Regions from separate parts of the Mus musculus genome. Here all the other regions are linked to region 1. A link is a contact called in public Hi-C and promoter capture Hi-C data. All regions are on one chromosome and are shown on one strand. Each heading gives the region's core, a stretch centred on a gene start, on an enhancer-like site or on the middle of the called end of the contact. The rest is flanking DNA. Distances are from core to core; before and after follow the strand shown.

Region 1 (2,700 bases), core at 43-2,542:
TAGGCCAAGGGGGGATTTGACTGTTGTAGTGGCTATTTCTGGTTGTCAACTTGACTATATCTGGAATGAACTACAATCCAGAATTGGAAGGCTCATCAGTGACCCTAATCTGGAGGCTGAGAGATAGAAGTTTCTGACCTGGATCTCAGTATGGAGATCTTGAGGCATAGTGGCTATGGATTTCAGAAGATTAAGACAGGGAGATCAAAGATTAAGATTAAATTCCTTTACTATATAGAGACTACCCACAGTTCTGTGACTCTAGAGAACCCTGACTAATACAATTGTTGAACTTTAATACTTTGATAGCTGGACCTTGGTGATCATCCTCAGGAGGAGGCCAAATAAGGGAATAGACCTTATTTGGCCTACGGCTAGCTTTAGGAATATAACCCTGTTTGTTTGTTTGTTTATTAGCAAGGCAGAGGGAATGGGGAGAAGGACAAGGCCTGCCACACCTGTGCTTACCAAGCTTGGGCCTGCTAGAGCCCTTTAACAATACAGCAAAGCTTCCTGTGGTGGTATATGCTTTTAGTCCCAACCCTCAGGAAGAGATCTCTGTAAGTTCAAGGTCAGCCTGGTTTACATAGTGAATTCCAAGATATTCAGGACTACATAGGAAGATCCAGTCTCAAAATAAATACATAAAATAAAACTTGTTAAATTTCTATTTGAGGTAGGTTGGTGGTATTCAATTGGGATTTCAGCACTGGGGAGGCTGAGATCTGGAAGGCATAGTGGGATACTCTAACAAGCAAACAAATGTGATCCTACTGTTTTGTACTGCTATTGAGAACCTATAAATTTAAATATTACGTTAGAACAAGAGTATAGCAAACACTTTGCCCAAAGGGCCAGATGGTAAAATATCAATGGCCGTGGGAGGAACAGGTCTCTTCCCTTTGTAACATGAAAGCAGCCAGACAATAGAAAAGGAACGGATGTGGCTATACTCTAACAATTAAACTTCGTGATATTGAAATTTTAATTTCATATAATTTTCATCTCTCAAGAAATATTGTCGATCCTTCGCCTCACCCCGGTTCAAAGTGTAAAAACCGTTCTTGGCTCCCGAATTGGCCAAAAACAGCTGCCTGGACAGCCCGGACCATAGTGTGTTGGTAATGGTTCAATTGCCGTTAATATCTAGGTTGATCAGACCAAGGTTTGTTTCCTTCCAGCTCTGGGAGCTACAGCCAAGAAGGGGCGGAGCCTGCAGCCGCACAAAGACCCGCCCCGACCTAAGGGGAGGGGCGACGGCGAGGGGGCCGGCCGAGTGCCGGCTTCCGGCGGAAACGGGCGCGAGCAAGATGGCCACCACCAAGCGTGTGCTGTACGTGGGTGAGCAGGCGCGGGAGCTAGACTTAGTCTGAGCAATGTGGGAAAGGGGGAAAGCAGCCGGGGTCTATGGAGGGCTTGCTGGGCCTGAGGGTGTGAGCCCGAGATGGAAGGACAATTCCGGCGACCTTCCTAGTCCACTAAGCGCACAGGAACCCCGACGAGTGACAAGAATTTTGGGCTTCCAAATCCCTCCCGCCCATTCGTTTTACAAACATTCAGTGCGGAATGGCTGGATCTCTGCCCTAAAGGAGGAGTTACCAGACTATCTAGGAGAAAGTGGGAAATAACCTACACACCCTAGCGTTGTAATAGGGACTAACAATGATGACAGGAACTTGGGTGAGGGCAAACTTTCTGTTGCCGGGACGCAGAAGTTGAGCAGGAGTTGGGCAAAGAGTCAGAGTAGAGGCAAAGCTGTTCGCTGCACCGGAGCCGAAGCTCAAAGGCGTAAAAGAGCCTGGCGCCTAGGGGCAGCTGGGTCATTTTTCGAGAAACTCAGGGAAATTGGGGAAAACAAAATGGAAGATACAAGAGAGATCGGCGAGAGTCGGATGATAACCCTGTGTACACTACCAAGGAGCTCTCACTTTATCTTGAGGACAGTGACATTTAAGACTTTGAAGTCTAAGAGAACCGATGGATTCATTTCCACTTATATTTGGTTGGGGGGGGGCGGTTGGAGGAAGGAATTGAGGCAGAGAGGTCAGTTACAAAGCTTTCACAAGAGTTGGAGATCGAATCAGAACTGTTTAAAAGGAGATTGAAGAAAGGAAAGTAGTGTGGGTAGGCTGTAGAGAGAGATGTTTGTGTAGACAAAGGACTGGATGGAAAGATCCCTCCCTTTGCCTGTCATACCAGTGACAGGCAAAGTCCCTGGTGTGCAGGGACCTCTGAGTGTGTAGGACAGCGGCTCAGAAGGTCCTTGGCTCATTTGCAGGCGGGCTGGCAGAAGAGGTGGACGACAAGGTTCTTCATGCTGCATTTATCCCCTTTGGAGACATCACAGATATTCAAATTCCTCTGGACTATGAAACAGGTGGGTCATTTGAGTGTCTTTAACGCTCATTACCCTCCGATAGGGAAAGAATTAAAGTCACATTCCAGTTCTAAATTTACATTCTTAAGTTCTAGTAGAATTCTTGCCCACCATATGAGGCTTTGGTTTCAGTTCCCAGCACTAATCACACAGAGACACACACAGAGGGGCAGAGACACACACAGAGACACACACAGAGGGGCAGAGGGGCAGAGACACACACAGAGACACACACAGAGAGGCAGAGGGGCAGAGACACACACAGAGACACACACAGAGAGGCAGAGGGGCAGAGACACACACAGAGAGGCAGAGGGGCAGAG
Region 2 (2,700 bases), core at 25-2,524, 2.2 Mb after region 1:
GGAACAAACACAGAGGCCTAATGATTTCCAAGACTGTCTTTGGGGTTCTGACATGTGGTTTAGGTTTAAACAAAGCAAGAGGGATGTACAACTAAGCAGATCAAGGAACAGTCCTGTCCACAGTTGTCTCAGCTTGTGTCTTCTGCAGAGTGGTCTGACAAGCTGTAAGGATCCTATGAAGTCTCTTCCTGGGAGGTAAGTTCTCCTCTGAATGGTGGGTGGCGGGGGGGGGGGGGGGGGTGGGGGGGTGGGGGGGGGGGTTCTACTGCTTCCATACTGCCAAAGGGAGGGGCACAAGTGCTTCTCTTTTATCTTTGCTCCCACTGTGATTGAAGATAGTATTTCATGGGTTTTACTCCACATTTGGAAATTTCCTCTTTTTTTTTTTTTTTTTTTTCCTACGCAAGTTCCTTGTTTGGAATCTGTTCATCCTCCCCCTGATACAATACACTTTATAAAACCCTGATTCTGGTGAACCCCTTAAACTGGTGACTGAATTAACTAAATGAACCTAACAGCTAGGCTTTATCCTTCTGGACTTTAGACTCAAGTCTAGAGTCCCAGCGCTGAGATTTTTGGTGTGGGTCACCATAGATGCTGGGAAGTATTTTTCAAAGGCTCAGAGGTTAAGAGCACTAGCTGCTCTTACAGAGGACCTTAGTTTGTTTCTCTGTGCCCATGTGACTCAACCCTTCTGTAACTCTGAGGCCCTCTTCTGGCTCCCGAGGGCACCAAGAAGATATGAACCACAGACATGCATGCAGGGAAAACATTCATACACATAAAGGAAAAAACAAAACATTTTTTTTAATCTTTAAAAAGAATCTGGGCATAAGGGCACAATGGCTTGTAATTCCAGCACCGAAAAAGCAGAGGCAGGAGTAACCCAAATTGGAGGCCAATAAAAAGGATAAGAAATAAATAAAATAAAATAAGACACTGACAACTGCCAGCGTCTTTGAAGCTTGAGTTCATGATTGTTCACTAAGCTGGGAAAGCTGATGTCAGGTGCTAAGATCCGGATTCGGGCTCCAAGGGTGTCAGAGGCCAGCTGCACTGGGGACAGCGAGACGACCACCATGACCGTCCTCTCACCGGGCGGGCGTAAGAGAACGAGACGGTAACAGCCTGCACTAGGCACTGGTGGATAAGGAAATACAGCGGACTGCAGACGCCCACTCAGCCCCAGTGTCGCGAGAACCAGGGGCCTGGTGGGTGGGGAGGGGTGTGACATGAAAAGGGGCGGGCCTCCAACCGCCGCCGGGAATTCTGGGACAGGGGTGAAGAGCTAAGGGGCTGCCCCTTTCAGGCACGCCCCTCATTCGGGTTTTTGTTCTGTGCATTTTGGGCCCGCGATTGAGTCTTTGCGCTTGGGCACACCAGGGGGACTGGGGCTGGGGGCTGAGTGGAAAGCACACGCCTGCCTGCGTGGAAGGCCTGTAACGAGTCAGGACGCAGAGGATGAAGGCAGCAGCAGGCAGCCGGAAGCCATCAGCAAGGCAGGGCCTCCGACCTCAGGCTGCGGCTGGGAACCTGGAGAGCAGAACTTACCGCCTGGAGACCTTACCCTTGGAGAGGCCAGTGTTAGGAGGATTTATGACACGCAGCTGCCCTAGCAGTGTGACTCAAGTGGAAACACCATAATGTGAAGGAGTGGTCAGGTGAAGAGAACAGAAGTCCACATTCCATCATAGCAAGGTGCCTCCCCATCTCCCCTCGTTTTAATACATGCTCTTCCCTGTGAGGAGGGAAATCAACTAAGGCCCAGGTGAGTACGAGTTGCCTCTCTCCTGAACTTTTCAGAGCAAATAGATACATAGTAGACCCATCAATGCCTTTGGAAGGAAAGCCACATTTATTGTGTGTTAGTTAATATCTGTACTGTTTTAGCTCTGTGGGCATTGAAGGATTAGCTTACCAGTATACATTTTAAAGATGTGCCAGTCTCATCAGAGAATTTTTGAAATGTGCCCAAGATTATTCAAGAAACAAATAGCAGAACCGGGCGTGGTGGTGCACGCCTTTAATCCCAGCACTCAGGAGGCAGAGGCAGGCGGATTTCTGAGTTCGAGGCCAGCCTGGTCTAGAGTGAGTTCCAGGACAGCCAGGGCTACACAGAGAAACCCTGTCTCGAAAAACCAGAAAATAAAGAAAGAAAGAAACAAACAAACAAATAGCATACCAGCAAATTCTACTGGACGTTTCAAGATTAGATTCAAAATCTGTATCTTCAGGATCCCTAGACTCTTGATGCCGATCTGGTATTTTCTGAACATCTATCTCATTTAATTTTTCACCTAATAATTTTCAGCTTTATCTGTTTTAAAACTTTTAAAACATATATTCATATATAAAATATTTAATATGAATATTAGTAGATATTTCTATATCTTTAAGAAGTCAAGGGGGCTGGAGAGATGGCTCAGAGGTTAAGAGCACTGACTGCTCTTTTAGAGGTCCGGAGTTCAAATCCCAGCAACCACATGGTGGCTCACAACCATCTGTAATGAGATCTGATGCCCTCTTCTGGTGTGTCTGAAGACAGCTACAGTGTACTTATATATAATAAATAAATAAATAAATCTTTAAAAATAAAAAAAAAAAATAAAAAAAAAAAGAAGTCAAAAGTCTGCCAGGCAGTGGTGGTATAGCCTTTAATCTCAGCAGCTTGAGAATAAGTTCTAGGACAGCCAGAGCTAC
Region 3 (2,700 bases), core at 165-2,664, 2.3 Mb after region 1:
GTAGTTGTTAGGCTCATGCTTTAACATTCTTCACTCAATTTTTAGTTGTTTTAAATCGTCCTACAAATTACTTACGGTAGTGCATACTACATACGGCATTACTGTCATACATTCTGGTATGATTGAAGCTGGGGTGAGGAAAGTTGGGGAGTAAAAAATATGTATGCCATATTCTATTCCACAGCAACAAAACTTAAAATACCTTCTTCACATCATGTCACTTCCATTGTATGTACTAGTTGCTGTACCTTTTTCTTTTCCTGTTAAAACCTAGCTATATGATCTGGCCCTTGTTTCATCTTATAGTAGATAGCAAACAGAAACATGGTTTTGAAGGAGAAAATGTGCCTCTGTTGCCAGTTTAAAAGTATGTCCTTGTGAGCAGATCTTTAAGGAGAATGTATATAGCCAAATCCAACACTAGATTGTAGACAAACCCTCAGCTGATCTTGATAGTAGTCAGTTGGGTCAAGTAAGACTCCATTTTTGTAGTGGTGTCTATGTGGTAGACCAGCATACTAACAAGTCTGTCTCTCTCAGCTTCTTTGATTTTCAGATTATAATATGTGTATGAGTGTTTGCCTACATGTTTGTATGTGCATGATGGATCCCCTAGAATTGAAGTTACATATAATTGTGAACCACCATGTATATGCTGGAGGTTGAACCCAGGTCCTCTGCTAGAACAGGTGCTCGTAAGCTCTGAGCCATTTCTTCAGCCCCCACAAACTGGTCTCTTAATTTGTAGAACAGTGTTATTTTTTTTCCTTCTGAAGTTGTCGGTTTGTGATTGGTTTTATGATGGAAACTGAAGGCTTGAAATGATTTTTAGCCAAGGTGATTGATAACGGCATATTCTAAGGTTCATCTTTATGTGAGAAGCAAATTATTGGTAGAATTGTTTAGAAATTCTAGTTTTCAATTTCTTTTTTCCTTTGCAATTTAGATGGTTATCTAACATAGCATGCACAAAGTAGTCTGTCTCATCACTTCCTTTCTTCCTCATCTGCTTATTCAGATTAACATTTTCTCTTCATTGCTCAGTTGCTGTTTTAAATGTAACACTTGAAGAGTTTTGGTTGGTCATTGAATACTTAAGCAAAGCTGGAACTTTAAGTGCTTTTAACAGTGACAGGAAGATGTGGTCAAAAAGTAAAAAGGTGCCAGGCGTGGTGGCGCATGCCTTTAATCCCAGCACTTGGGACGCAGAGGTTGGTGGATTTCTGAGTTTGAGGCCAGCCTGGTCTACAAAGTGAGTTCCAGGACAGCCAGGGCTACACAGAGAAACCCTGTCTCGAAAAACCAAAAAAAAAAAAAAAAAAAAAAAAGTGTGCAGGGCTCTGTGGTAGAGCACTTGCCTAGTATACACAGGCATGGGTAGTTGGGGTGGGAGTCCGAACCCAGATGTAATCTTAGTCCTTAGGAAACTGATGCAAATGAGTGTTTAGGCAAGCAGTGAACTGTGTAGTTGCTTAGAGGCCAGCCCCATGTTAACATAACATTCAAAGCTCCACAGTGCTGTAAGAACAATGACCAAAAAGGAGTGGGGATAGGGACTTTCTCACTTTTTTTTTTTTAAGATTTATTTATTATGTCTAAGTACACTGTAGCTGTCTTCAGACACACCAGAGGCCGTCAGATCTAATTACAGATGGTTGTGAGCCACCATGTGGTTGCTGGGATTTGAACTCAGTACCTTTGGAAGAGCAGTCAGTGCTCTTAACCGCTGAGCCATCTCTCCAGCCCTCACTTTTTTTTTTTTTTAACTTGGCTAATTGGTTGATTTGTGTGTATGTGTGTTTCAGAGGAAAACTTGTGGACATTGGTACTCCTTCCAATATGAGTCCAGGGGATCGAACTCGGGTTGTTAGGCTTGGTGACACATTACTTTATCCACTGTGCTGTCTTGTCTACCCAAGCAAGATAGGTGCTTTGAATAACAGAAAATATGTCTTGGTTTATGTTAAGTTGGAGGCACTGGAATGGTTGAAGATGATAGCCCAAAAGACCTATGCAGGCTGGATTAGAGACATTAATAAGGAATGATATGGGACTGTAGAGATGGTTCAATGCTTAAGAGAACTCGTTGCTCTTTCAGAGGACTTGATTCCTGGTTGTGTCCCTAGCACTTGCATGGGAGATCATAGCAGCAGTAACTCCAGTTCCAGAGGATCAACACTGCACACTTAGAGCATACAGGGGTGTGTGTGTGTGTGTGTGTGTGTGTGTGTGTGTGTTAGTACCAACACATACAATTGCTTTTCACAGTAAAGGCCTAAGATTTTTTTTACATTTAATAGGGAGAGCATTGTTTTTAGTTTTTTTTATTTAAAAAAAAAAAACAGGTTTGGTCAGCCTTTTAGCAGTAAACATTATTGATCAAGAAGTGGCCTTTTTTTGTTCTTTTGTTTTGTTTTTTCGAGACAGGGTTTCTCTGTGTAGCCCTGGCTGTCCTGGAACTCACTCTGTAGACCAGGCTGGCCTCGAACTCAGAAATTCACCTGCCTCTGCCTCCCAAGTGCTGGGATTAAAGGCGTGGGCCACACACCCGGCCACTTTGTTCTTGTTTTTTAAATAGGTTTTCACTGTATGGCCCAGATTACTTTCAAGATCTCTGAAACTCTTAACCTTTTGACCTCTGCCTTGAATGTGGAGAGAGTATGTTTTCCTATATTGGGTTTATGTTTTCCTCTAACAGTT
Region 4 (2,764 bases), core at 72-2,571, 2.3 Mb after region 1:
CCCAGGACCCCGAGGCTAAGTAAGGAAGATTTAGCTGAGTTTAAGGTCAGTGTGGACTACATAATGAGCACCGGACAACCAGTTATAGACAGGCCTTGTGAAATACTACACTTCCCCATCCCCACCCCCACCTCCCCAAAATGGTTGGCTTCCATATTCAGCCTAAAGTGCCAAGATTAGAGGCATGTATTACCACACCAAGCCATACATATTGTGTTAATGTATTTGCATGGAATGCATTCGCCCATAGAAGGCAACATCTAGATGTCTTCAGTGGAAACTTCACCCTATTTTTTGACACAGGATTTCCCTGCGTAATTCTGGAAGTCCTGGAACTCGACAAGGCTGGCGTTGAACTCACAGACCCTCTTGCTTCCGTCTTCCCAGGTGCTGGAATTTCAGTTCTACCGCGCTGGCCCCAACCTATTTGTATAGACTGGGCCTCCCACTGAACCAGGAGCTTGCTTATTTAGCTAGGCTGGCAGGTTTCTTTTCAAGCCTTTCAGGTATGGGAGACTACTGTGCTAGTGGCTTATGGAGTGTTGGGGGGGCTAATGCAGGTCTTAATGCTTGTAGGAAGCACTTTACTGAGCCACCTCCCAACTCTTTAATTTTTTATGCCAATTTTTAAAAAAAATATTTATTATTTTATGTAAGTACACTGTAGCTGTCTTCTGACACACCAGAGGGCATCAGATGTCATTACGGATGGTTGTAAGCCACCATGTGGTTGCTGGGATTTGAACTCAGGACCTTCAGAAGAGCAGTCAGTGCTCTTAACCACTGAGCCATCTCTCCAGCCCTTTTTATGCCAATTTTAACGTTTTAAAATGTCACCTTTTTGGTTGTTTGGAAATTTTATTTCTTCACTTACTGGTGTGTGTGTGTGTGTGTGTGTGTGTGTGTGTGTGTGTGTGTGTGTGCGCGCGCGCGTCGCACATTAATGATCAGAGTTCAGCTTTCAGGACTCTGTTCTTCTGGTCCATCCTGGGTTCCAAGAATCGAATTCAGGTCGTCCGGTTTGCTGAGCCCCAGGCGGCTTTTTAAATTTTCCATGCCCGCGAAGTTCTTCTCTCCCTACCATTCATTTCCTTGAAGAACAAAACACGGAAAACTATTTCCTAAAACCCAGAAGCGAGCGCATCCTAGCTGAGAGCTTCAAGGATATAGAACGTCCTCGGAGGTCACCGAGAAACGCCTCCCGCGCCCCTGGGAAGGGGCGGGGCCCCAAAAGTCTCCGCTCTCACTATCCCGCTTGGCCAGGCAAGACAATTCTCGCGAGACTTCAGGCACCTCAGCCGCTGCGCACTACGCGTTGCTGGGAGTCGAGGCGCGGAGTGGGGGGAGGGGCAGGGGAGACGGTACAAACGGCGCGGCCGCCATCTTGTTTGCGCCCCCGCTCCGCACGCGCTCCGGTTTTTCGTGACGCACGCTTCCCCCTCCCCTCCGCCGCGCCCGGGCCTCTGCATTGCCCGACGGCGCAGCAGCGCGGGGGCGGCTGCTTTCTTCGCTGGACGCCGGAGTAGAGGCCTGTGAGTGTATGAAAGCTTGGGTGAGGAGGGGAGAGAGAGAGGGGGCGGCCGGCAGTGAGGGCGGTGCTTCCCGCCAATGGCGGAGAGCTCCCTTCCCTCTGCGGCCGCCGCTGCACTTCGGTCGGCTCTGCCGCCGCCATGTTATGTGTTCGCCGGGCCCGCCGCTGTCGTCGCGGCTGCGCTCGCGGGGTCCGTGCGCCTGGGCCCGCGGGCTTTCTCCCATTGGCGGAAGGCGACGGCGGGGGGGCTCGCTCGTGATTGGTCGGCGGCGGGGAGGCCGCGGACCTGGCACCTTATTGGTCACGCCGGCTCCGGCCTGGGGGGTGATGAAGGAATTGGCGGCTGTCGGGATGCTAGCTGCTCAGGCTCTGGCGGCAGGGCGACGGTCCCTCTAATGCCAGCGTGGCGGGGAGTCTCCGGGACGGAGCCGGAGGCCCAGAGGAGAAAGAGAGTGGTAGCCTGGCGTGTGGCCTGCAACGGGGAGGGGTCACTACTAATACCAGAGGCACGGTCAACTACAAGATGGGGTGTGCAAGCCCCTGCTTTGTAAACACGGAACAGAAGTGTCTTCGAGACCTAGGGGTGCTAGACTTGGAAATTGATCCAGCTTGGGAATGACCCTGAGTAGAAGTCTGAGTGCATGGTATGGAAGTAGTGGGAGTGAGGACCAGAAGGACAGAATCGGATTAGGGAGCCTGCTGTAAGAATTTGGGTTTTGAAACCCGGAGGATTAGTGTAGAACTCCAGACTCCATTCTGGGTTCTGAAATGGAGAGTGGGAAACAGGTAAACAGCCGGATCCCACTGGACAGGTGTATCAACTTTTAGAGGCTGAATGCCATTTTAACATTACATTAAGTAGAATCAGAAAGTCAGCTGTAGAATGTATTTGCATAATTGGGAAGTTGGGGGTTACAGGATTTGGGATCATGCTAGTTTTGAGATGTTATATATGAAATTTTCACTGGTCTAAGAAGAATATAGGATCAGAGCTTTGTGCTTGCTAGACAAACATTCTACCAACTGAGTTACCCCACTTCCCCCTTAAAATTGATCTCTCTTAACTTTCAGTTCAGAGGGCAGGTGAGACAAACTCAGGAGTAATAGACCTTGTTTCGCGTGCTTACCTGGGTGTATGAGTATATTTTACAGTCACACAGATATTGGCAGTGCCATCCTCATTCTGTGAGGGAACAAGCAAGAGTTTGTAAGTTGCTGGAGTCAGGTGTACTG
Region 5 (2,770 bases), core at 250-2,749, 2.6 Mb after region 1:
ACAGACTGGGAGGTGAAGCAGAGATGGCTGTAGACAAACAAGGGCCCTGGGCAAACATGGGAGAACCATGTAACACTCTGCACTGGGGTAGTAGAAGGAGAAAACTGGTGATGTGGAGGGGAGACATCCCAGGCATCGGTGAGTTGTATGGCACCTGAAGCAGTGAGAAGAGGGGGGCTGCCCTCTCCACTGCAGCCACTTGTCTGAAGTACCAAGATGAAAGACCATGCTGCTCGCACACATGAAAGCAGGCTGGTAGACAGAAGTTCTCTTGTTGGCTTGCATTTTCTTGGTGAAATGGAAAGCAAGACCATCAAAGAGAATATGGGAGAGTGGAGGGGAGTGAAGGGGTCCCCCAGAAGAGCGACTGGGGGAGGAGTTCAGTTTTGTACCTCTTATGGAAGCTTCTTGGAGCAGAGCAGTTTGGGTATTTGGGCAGACTCAGAGCATGCTGTTGGTTGGGATCTGAAAGAATCCGGAAGTCTCCGAGAGAAGCCCCTGTAGAATTCTCCTAAGTGGTTTCTTGGAATTCTACTTGTTTGAGTCATTTTCCTGAAAAAAACCAGTATGGTCATGGGAGGCATACCTTTTCTTTAACTCTTTCAGCAAAGACAGAAGAAAAAAAAAAGCAATAAATTACTCCTAATGGAAGGAAACAAGCCTCCTGGATGGAGTTCAAGGTACAAGGTACTTCCTAAGGAAACCTTTGTGTAGTTTTTGCAGGGTGGAGGGTATTAAAAACTCACATGGGTTTATGTAGTATTCAAAAGACAAAATCATCACCTTGGGTGCTGTAAATCTTTTGCCTACAACGCTCTGCATAGAGCTGCCCTTCCAACCTCTCCAGCCTGCACTGTTCACTCTGCAAGGCTCTTCTGGACCTCGCCTGGAATGTGCACACAGACTTTTTCTTCTGCCTCATTTTCTATTCCTCCCTCCCTTCCTTGCCAGTAAACGTTTCTGCTACGTGTTCAGAACCCGCTGTACACTAACTCCCCAAGTCCCAATCGTCTGTGAAAATCCCCATGACTTGTTAGAAGTGGGCTCGTTTGCCTCTCTACATTTAGTGCCGGATGGAAGTAGGCTCGCGACAGTTGTTCTAATGCAGGCACCGTCAGGGTGCGTTGTGTGGAAAGGCAGCTGGCTAGGACGTGAAGCCAAGCGGCCCGGCCTAAGAGGGAGACAAGCAGGCACCGGGAGAAGGCGGCGGTGCGGGGCGAGAGCACGAGATGATTTGGCCCGCAGCCTGAGGGAAGGCGGATGGGAGGTGAGAGTGTCCACCGGCTATTGCGGGACCAGGCAAAGGCCCTCAGGGTTCCGGTTAGATGCGAGTCACCAGCATCCTCTAGACCTCGGGCGAGGAAGCCCACAGAACCCACAACTCCCGAGACCCACCCGCAGTAGCCACTCAACAAGCTGCGGCGAGACGTCCCGCGCATGCGCGCCCTAGCCCCACCCTCCCCTGGGCCCGCCTCTCCCCGCCCTCTGCGTGCGCACCGCCTAGAGCCCGCCTCTCAGAAAGACGGCTGGCGCATGCGGCCCGGCCGAGCACTGGCTGCCCGAGGCTCACCACGCGCGCGCCGGCCTTGCTGTGGCTGACACGAGACTCCGAAGCCGGCCTCAGGTAGGCAGACTTCAGGGATCCCGGTGGAACGGCTCCCGGGTGCAAGAGCCTGTGGCGCCGACAGAGCCCGGCGCGGACGGCCACGCCGCCGGGGCGATAAACGTCTCTTCTCACCAATCAGGGGAGAGCTGGCCCGGCGTTCTGCCCAATGGGCTGCATCTCTAACGGGAGTGGGGCGGGCAGTCCCGGAACGCGAGCTGCCGGCTCCCGCGCGCGGGCCGCGTGGCCCGGCTAAGGAAAGGGGCCGAGTCCGGCGACGCGGGCAGCCGGGCTTGGTGAGGTAGAGAGCGCGGTGTGCCGCCGCGGAGGGGTCTCCCAGAGCCCCAGCCTGTGATGGGGCCCGACTGGCGGCCTTGAGCTCCTCCCGGCGCTGCCCGGCGCGCGGGAGGAAGGGGCTTGTAGGTTCGCTGGGCCTCACGGCCCAGGCTACCCAGCTGCTGTCTCTCTTTCCAGCCCAGCGCGAAGATGCTGGCGTTCTTGAGGCCACTACGTCAGCGTGGCTGCCTTACGTCCACACTCATTATTTTAAATCCTCAGCAGCCGGGTGACGCGGGTGGGTGCTGCTGTGGTTCTCGTCCCACTTTTTACGGCGGTGCGAACCCGGGCATCAGGCACTTCGGGGCTAGATTTAGATTTCAGCACATCTGCGGTGGATCCTGAGCCTGATTTTCACCAACTTCATTTTTTTTTTTTTTTAACAAAAGCTTTCACATTTTTCATTCGTGAATTTATCTGGTGCCCCTTGCTCTATATTATAGCTCCTGTACTTGAAAAACCTTTTGTGTCTTGTCATCTTCAGAAAAAAAAGTGCAGCGTGGACATTCAACTTTGCCCATGGACTGGCCCCTGGCCATCCCTTTGCCCTAATCTTTTTTTCTTGGTGCATCCTGTGGGCTCACCTGCTTGTTCATGCTTTGCCTGATTCCTAGCTCATTTCAGTCAGTCAGCCTTACGGGCCCATTACAAGGCAGGTTTTCAAAAGGAGCTCCTGGATCCTCCCTCAGTCCAGGTCATCTCTCCCGGAGATACTTAAGTTGGACCCACATTTGACTTAAGTTTGTGGTACCCCCAGCATGTGAGTAGCTCTCCCATAATAGGTAGTTTGTAAACGTTAGGGAATGGGTCCTCTCCAACTGGCTCTTTGTG
Region 6 (2,865 bases), core at 148-2,647, 2.9 Mb before region 1:
CCCAGCCTAGTCCATAGTCTAGTCTAGAAGTAGCACTTTAACAAAGCTTGCTGGTTGACCACATGAATGAAGTACAGGGTGAGAGGAAGTGCTGCTAGCTTTAAGGGAATGTCAATAGCCAGTTCGCATCACTAAAAGCTCGGCTTCTGTGTGTGCATTCCTACTATGTCACTGGAAGTGAGGTTGAAGCCTGTAGTCCAACCCAGTCCAGCGCAACCAAGATAATCTATCCTCTCAAGCCAGACTCTGTCCTGCCACTATGCAAAGGACACTAGAAGCAATAAAGACTATGATATCACAGTTTATTGTGCACGGGGTTAAGGGTGCTTTTCATACCGCTGCCATGATTGAATCCTATTAACTGTGTTCCAATGGATCCTTTGACACTCATTTCAGCGCTGGTTCACAAAAAAAGCAAACTTGCCTCAAATAGTATGTGTTTGTTAGAGGGCCCTAAGGCATGCTAACTTAGGATGGGAAACTTCATCCTTCCTCTCAGAATAGCAGATAAAAAGTGTTACATTCCTAGAATTGTAACTCTTGCTAGTGTTGCCAGCCACACACTCATTGGGTCCAGCCAAGCTGGACTGGGTTGGACCTCGGGCTTCGACCTCACTCTCATCTGACACAGTAGGGATGCACACAACGAGGCGGAGCTTTTGGTGATCTGTATTGTCAAATGAGTGAGTGCTTTCACGCGAAAGCTCTTACTTCTACCTTCTCGTGCACCCCTAAACAATGAATGTGGGGGGGTCTTGGCCTGTCCCTTTGCGCGCCACCTCTGTTCCCTTGTCCACCCCAAGCCTTCCAGGCGGCCTCAAGTCTCAACAACCCAAGTCCTCGTACCTGGTTTCTGGACGGCGGCGTATGCTCGCGCGGCGCGCAGTAGACCTACGCAGAATAGAAAGGGCTGAGACTCTGCCATACACAGCCCCTCATGTCCCTTCTCCCACGAACTGTAGGCACCTGCACCTAACTACCGCCTCACTTCCCTATCTCCCTCCTCATCACCCCTTCCCTAGCCATCACCCTCTTTCTCATCCTGTCACTGCCTTTCTCGGGTCTCCGGGTGCCTGGTCTCCTCCATCTTCGCCCAGTCCCTTGGGACCCAGCTCGGCGGCTCACTCGGAGGCTGCAGGCCACAGCGCGCAGAGAGCAGACTGGCGCTACTTCCGCCCCTCAGCGCAGGGACTGGGGCCCGTGTCACCGCCTGGGCACGAACAGAGCTCAGCGCACGCCACGCGGCCCGCAGCATGTTGACTCCCGACTCGACGGGGGGCCCGCACCGCCACTGCCCGCTCCGCGGTGGATCCAGGTTACATGGGCGCAGCCATGACGGTTCGGGCTCGACCAATCGAGGTGAGAGCGCGACAAGAGCTGCCGAGGGCTGAGCGAATGGATCGGTTCCGGATTGTCAGGGAGCTGGGGCGGAGCCCAGGAATTTGGCCTGGTGGGCGGGCCTGTTTCTACGCTTACAGGCCCGGAGCACTGTGTGAACGCTATAATGTCACCTATTGACCTTGCATCCGGCCTAATCACTTTCTAAATTCCTTATGTTCCTGACCTGGTCCTCAGTTCTCAACCTGTTGGTCAAGACACATGGGGGGTGAAGGTTGTTGAGCGACCTATTCATAGGGGTCACACATCAGATATCTTGCATATCAGATATTTATATCACAATTCATAATAGTAGCAAAATTGCAGTTATGAACTAGCAACGGAAATAATTTTATTAGAGGTCTTCACAACATGAAGAACTGTATTAAAGTATCTCTGCATTAGGAAGGTTGAGAACCATTGCCTGGGGCTGGAGAAATGGCTCAGCGGTTAAGAGCACTGACTGCTCTTCCTAAGGTCCTGAGTTCAAATCCCAGCAACCACATGGTGGCTCATAACCACCTGTAATGGGATCTGATGCCCTGTTCTGGAGTGTCTGAAGACAGCTACAGTGTACTTACATATAACAATAAATAAATCTAAAAAAAAAAAAAGACTCACAACCATCTGTTCAGCTACAGTGTACTCATATACATAAAATAAAATAAATCTTTAATTAAAAAAAAAAAAGAGAACCATTGTCTTAGGTCCTAGTTATTTTAGGGCTTCTGTGGGACTCTCCTTACCTTCTCCAGAGGCTAATATTCTTTCTTGGCCCTCCTCCAGACACCGGGGCCCTGTAAGAACCCTCAGGTTCTAGCCTTCTTTCGTTGGCTTGTATCTCAGTGACTAAGGATAGAGTTTTTGGTAGGGTACTGAGCCATTACTATGAGACCCTGTGGGCAAAGTCTACCTTTATGGGCTGCAGTGTTCTCAAAACATCAAATGAGATTGGTAGCAATGTCTTTTACATTGTTCAGCCTATAGACCGAAGCAGCTGTATACAAAACACATGTTTAAATAGTCAGTATTCGGTACTCAGCTGTGGTAAAACTGAAATGAGGGATGCAAGGGCAAATATAAAGGAAAAGTAGTGGGGAGGGTAAAGAGAGGGGCAAGGAAAGAACACACCATCCCAAGCCTGAGATCAGGGCCGGGGAAAGTAGACCCAAGACAGGCAAGGCTTTTGTGGAAAGGTCTCCATTAGCACAGGGAATAATCCTGACAAATGTGGTTACATGAAACTCAAATGACATTAGGCAACTGAAGATGTGGTTTGGTTAGCAGAGTCCCTGCCTAGAATGCACAGTCCTGGGTTGGATTCCCAGTGGTACGTAAAAACTGGGTGTAGTGGCATATGCCTGTGACCCCAGGACTTTGGAATGGAAGGCAAGAGGATTAAAAGTTGTTCGAGGTCATCCTTGGTTGCATAGCTGGTTTGAGCCCAGACTGGGCTACATAAGACCCTGTCTCAAAAAGGGGAGGGGC
Region 7 (2,700 bases), core at 39-2,538, 2.5 Mb after region 1:
TGGGGATGAAAAGGAAATGGAAACTCAAAATTGTAAAGCAACCCAGTTTTATTTTGGTTTTAGAGGCCAGCGGGAGCATGGCTCCACTCTGCAGGGGTTAGGTGTAAAATCCTTCCCTCCCCCGGGCCAGGGGCCCAGGGAAGGTAGGGGGTACGGAGAGATGGCTCCCTAGACCCAATCCGGTTAGTAGGCTGCTCGAGAAGGAAGGTCAGGCAGAGGCCTGTAATGGCTCAGATTGGGGCAAGGCGGCGGAAAGAGGGCACAGAATCCAAGAACGTGGAATCCGAAGGCTGGTTCAGTTCCCTCCATTAGACCGCTGAGGCTTGGGTATGAGAAGCGAGACCCAACTGTCATCTGGCAGGAGGCAGAGCCTGGAGGCAAGGCAGGTGTTCTCGGCTGGAGCCGTCTCGGCACGAAAACCAGGCGCCTCCACCCTCACGGAGGGTGTGTGGGAGCCGGGCCACCGGGCGCAAGGTCCCGTGTCTCTGGGTGGTGGCTCTCAACAGCTCACCGAGCCGGCGGCCGGCGCTGACCCCAGGTCTGAGAAGCAATCGAACTCGCTCTGGCCGAGGAAGAGCTCCGGCAGCTCGCGTACGCGGTGCAACCCGAGCTCGAGTTCCAGCGACGTCAGCGCCTCTTCGTCGATGAGCTCGGTGTCCATGCAGCCCAGGGCGGGTGGCGGCGGCGGCGGCGGCAACGAGGCTGCGGCTCCGGGCGCCGGCTGCAGAGGTGAGGGCCCTCCAGCGGCTGCCGGGGGCGCCGGGATGCGGCCCGGGGACGGTGTGGCTGCAGACTGCAGGTGCGTGCTACCGGCGCCCGGCGACTGCGAGACGGGGAAGGGCTGGAAAGAGACCGGCGACCCGAAGGAGCCGTATGCCAGGGTCCCGGGTGGCGGCGGCGGTCCCAGCGGAGCCCCCCGCGGCCGCAGACCGCTGTCCATGCCCGGGCCTGCGTATGGCTGCAGAGTCCGGGGAGCGTGCGGGCCGTGGGTGTGCGGCGGCACCTGTAGCAGGCAGTAGCCCTCGGCGAGCATCAGGTGGTCGGCCATAGCAGCTGGCGGACAGTCAGGGCACGCCCCGGGTCTCGGCCAGCGGCTCCTCTTGGGCGGGAGACCCGGGCACTGTGCAGTCCCTGCAACTCAACCAGGCAGAGGAAGAATAAATCGGATTCGTTCACTGTCTCACCCGGGTCTCCCGGATCTCCTCTCTTCTGCGCTGCCCACAGCAGTAGTTGCAGGCCGCAAAAGAAACAGACAGCCCAAGGGTTCCCAGGCTTTCGCGCAGTGCCTTGAAGTCCGGAGATTTTTTATACCAAGAGGCGGGAACGCCACGCCCACTCTCTGTCATTGGCTGGATGAATCCCTTCTGGGCGGGTCGTGAACCTGTCCAAGAAGGTATTGGTCCCGCCCCCTACCAGAGCTCCGCCCTTTGGGCCTGCAAGGGCGTCCCAGGATGCAGGCACTTTGGTAGGGCTGGGTGGTTGACATTTTTCTGGGGCTTGGTCAGGCCTTCGAGGTACTGGTTAAGAGGGGGTATGGGAGTAGCTTGAATTTGCCAGATGAGGTGAGAGGGCCAGTTCCTGTAGTTTCAGGATCTTGGCGTCACTCAATTTACTATTTTTTCGGACTGAGCCTCAGAGGCAGGAGAGATTTCCTGGAAACACACAGTAAATAAAGCCTTTAAGATTCAAACCCGGAACTTTGTATTGCACTTCAGCGAAGTGCAATGTCCTTTGAAGAGGTCAGCTCTCTGTTCCTACAATCCCCAGGGAGCCAATTGCTCCTTCTCTCTGGTTCACACTGTGCTGTCTGTTGAAGCTTGTCCTGAGTTGTTATTAAAGTAATTTATGGGCATGTCTCCTGAAGGACTTGTTCATCTTCTTACCCTCAGCATTTGGCCCGCAGCCTGGTTCAGAGCTGGCTTTCTGTAAAAGTGGAATGAATGAGCAAATGATGGCGTGAATTGCAGCTCATTCACCAAACTGCGGCTTTCTCCTCCGTAGGATGCTGGCCAGAGTAGCAGAGACCACAAGCGCCTATGGTGAAAGTTAGCTGAGGCTCTGTGTGTGTGTGTGTGTGTGTGTGTGTGTGTGTGTGTGTGTGTATAGAGCCCTCCATAGTGCCTGGCACATACATATGTATTAAATGTTCTTTAATCTAGTGAAAGGTTGGCTATAAGGCTGGCTCTAATGATCACCCAATGGGGGATTTCCAAAGCTTCTTTGAATCACAATAATCCTAACTTGGAGCTTTAGAGTGCTCTACATTCTACAAGTGCCTTTCTGGGGTAGGGTATGAATTTTTAGCCCTATTTTGCAGATAAGAAGACTAAGGCACCAAAGGAAAATGAGGCTGTGCAGAGGCTGTATGCAAATAGTCATTCCTATATGCAACAAGCTCTTTGAGCCACAGGCATGCCGGGGACGGTTTCCTGGAGCCTGACTTACACATGTTGGCTTTCCCCTCCTCAGGCTCCCCTCCCCCCTGCAGCAGCCTCTGGCCTTCCTGGAACTTTGGTTTATCTAGCTGGTGTAGAGGGGAGAAGTTTAGCAGCCGAGTTCAGAGGCCCAAGTTCTAATCATAGCTCTGCCACCTGCAGGGGCGTTGGGTGGGGGCTGGGGGGGCATCACTTGATTCCATAGGGCCTCTGCTTTCTGCTGTGAAAGGAAGTTGGTGGTCCTAGTCTAGTATAATGAAAGCCT

Evidence for each region. Promoter capture Hi-C pulls out the DNA fragments that hold promoters and counts their contacts. Hi-C and Micro-C count contacts between places; a contact is called where the count stands out from the background. Capture Hi-C pulls out chosen DNA fragments and counts their contacts.
Region 2: a promoter capture Hi-C map of second pharyngeal arch cranial neural crest shows a contact between it and region 1. The contact joins the promoter of Exo5 here to the promoter of Ppie in region 1. A contact is called at or near these places in 8 of 39 promoter capture datasets (the 3T3-L1 cell line, the HPC-7 cell line, cranial neural crest and 5 more) and 2 of 115 datasets of contacts at active chromatin or transcription factors (large pre-B cells and stem cell-derived neural progenitor cells).
Region 3: a Hi-C map of B cells shows a contact between it and region 1, with 6 read pairs. The contact joins the enhancer-like site here to the promoter of Ppie in region 1. A contact is called at or near these places in 10 of 39 promoter capture datasets (the 3T3-L1 cell line, the C10 cell line, cranial neural crest and 5 more), 1 of 484 Hi-C or Micro-C datasets (B cells), 3 of 115 datasets of contacts at active chromatin or transcription factors (embryonic stem cells and stem cell-derived neural progenitor cells) and 1 of 9 other capture datasets (embryonic stem cells).
Region 4: a promoter capture Hi-C map of embryonic stem cells shows a contact between it and region 1. The contact joins the promoter of Nfyc here to the promoter of Ppie in region 1. A contact is called at or near these places in 13 of 39 promoter capture datasets (the 3T3-L1 cell line, the C10 cell line, the HPC-7 cell line and 7 more), 7 of 115 datasets of contacts at active chromatin or transcription factors (cardiomyocytes, embryonic stem cells and epiblast stem cells) and 2 of 9 other capture datasets (embryonic stem cells and liver).
Region 5: a contact with region 1 is called in a promoter capture Hi-C map of liver, with 4 times the contacts expected there. The contact joins the promoter of Ctps here to the promoter of Ppie in region 1. A contact is called at or near these places in 5 of 39 promoter capture datasets (cranial neural crest, hippocampal neurons, liver and 2 more).
Region 6: a contact with region 1 is called in a promoter capture Hi-C map of adipose tissue, with 2.9 times the contacts expected there. The contact joins the promoter of Mrps15 here to the promoter of Ppie in region 1. A contact is called at or near these places in 1 of 39 promoter capture datasets (cranial neural crest) and 1 of 9 other capture datasets (adipose tissue).
Region 7: a contact with region 1 is called in a promoter capture Hi-C map of second pharyngeal arch cranial neural crest. The contact joins the promoter of Cited4 here to the promoter of Ppie in region 1. A contact is called at or near these places in 4 of 39 promoter capture datasets (cranial neural crest, embryonic stem cells, hippocampal neurons and 1 more).

Annotation. Positions count from the first base shown.
Region 1 is chr4:123,138,543-123,141,242 of GRCm38.p6, reverse strand. Ppie (peptidylprolyl isomerase E (cyclophilin E)) reads left to right here and starts at 1,292. Exons shown (of 10, transcript NM_019489.6): 1 at 1,292-1,341; 2 at 2,279-2,377. The coding sequence starts at 1,311.
Region 2 is chr4:120,923,579-120,926,278 of GRCm38.p6, reverse strand. Exo5 (exonuclease 5) reads left to right here and starts at 1,274. Exons shown (of 2, transcript NM_028457.2): 1 at 1,274-1,768.
Region 3 is chr4:120,796,890-120,799,589 of GRCm38.p6, reverse strand. The region is part of intron 1 of Nfyc (nuclear transcription factor-Y gamma); the gene reads left to right. Among named protein-coding and RNA genes, the nearest start is that of Mir30e, 26 kb to the right of the region's middle. Within about 2 kb of position 1,414, at least 39 of the 459 cell types and tissues checked have an H3K27ac peak or open chromatin away from gene starts, as enhancers often do. A contact at or near this core is called in B cells and embryonic stem cells, where this site is marked.
Region 4 is chr4:120,824,298-120,827,061 of GRCm38.p6, reverse strand. Nfyc (nuclear transcription factor-Y gamma) reads left to right here and starts at 1,321. Exons shown (of 10, transcript NM_008692.4): 1 at 1,321-1,532.
Region 5 is chr4:120,569,005-120,571,774 of GRCm38.p6, reverse strand. It overlaps Ctps (cytidine 5'-triphosphate synthase), which reads left to right and starts at 1,499. Exons shown (of 19, transcript NM_016748.2): 1 at 1,499-1,624.
Region 6 is chr4:126,045,460-126,048,324 of GRCm38.p6, reverse strand. It overlaps Mrps15 (mitochondrial ribosomal protein S15), which reads right to left and starts at 1,397. Exons shown (of 8, transcript NM_025544.2): 1 at 1,126-1,397; 2 at 847-891. The coding sequence starts at 1,255.
Region 7 is chr4:120,665,151-120,667,850 of GRCm38.p6, reverse strand. It overlaps Cited4 (Cbp/p300-interacting transactivator, with Glu/Asp-rich carboxy-terminal domain, 4), which reads right to left and starts at 1,288. Exons shown (of 1, transcript NM_019563.2): 1 at 31-1,288. The coding sequence starts at 1,048. The coding sequence ends at 500.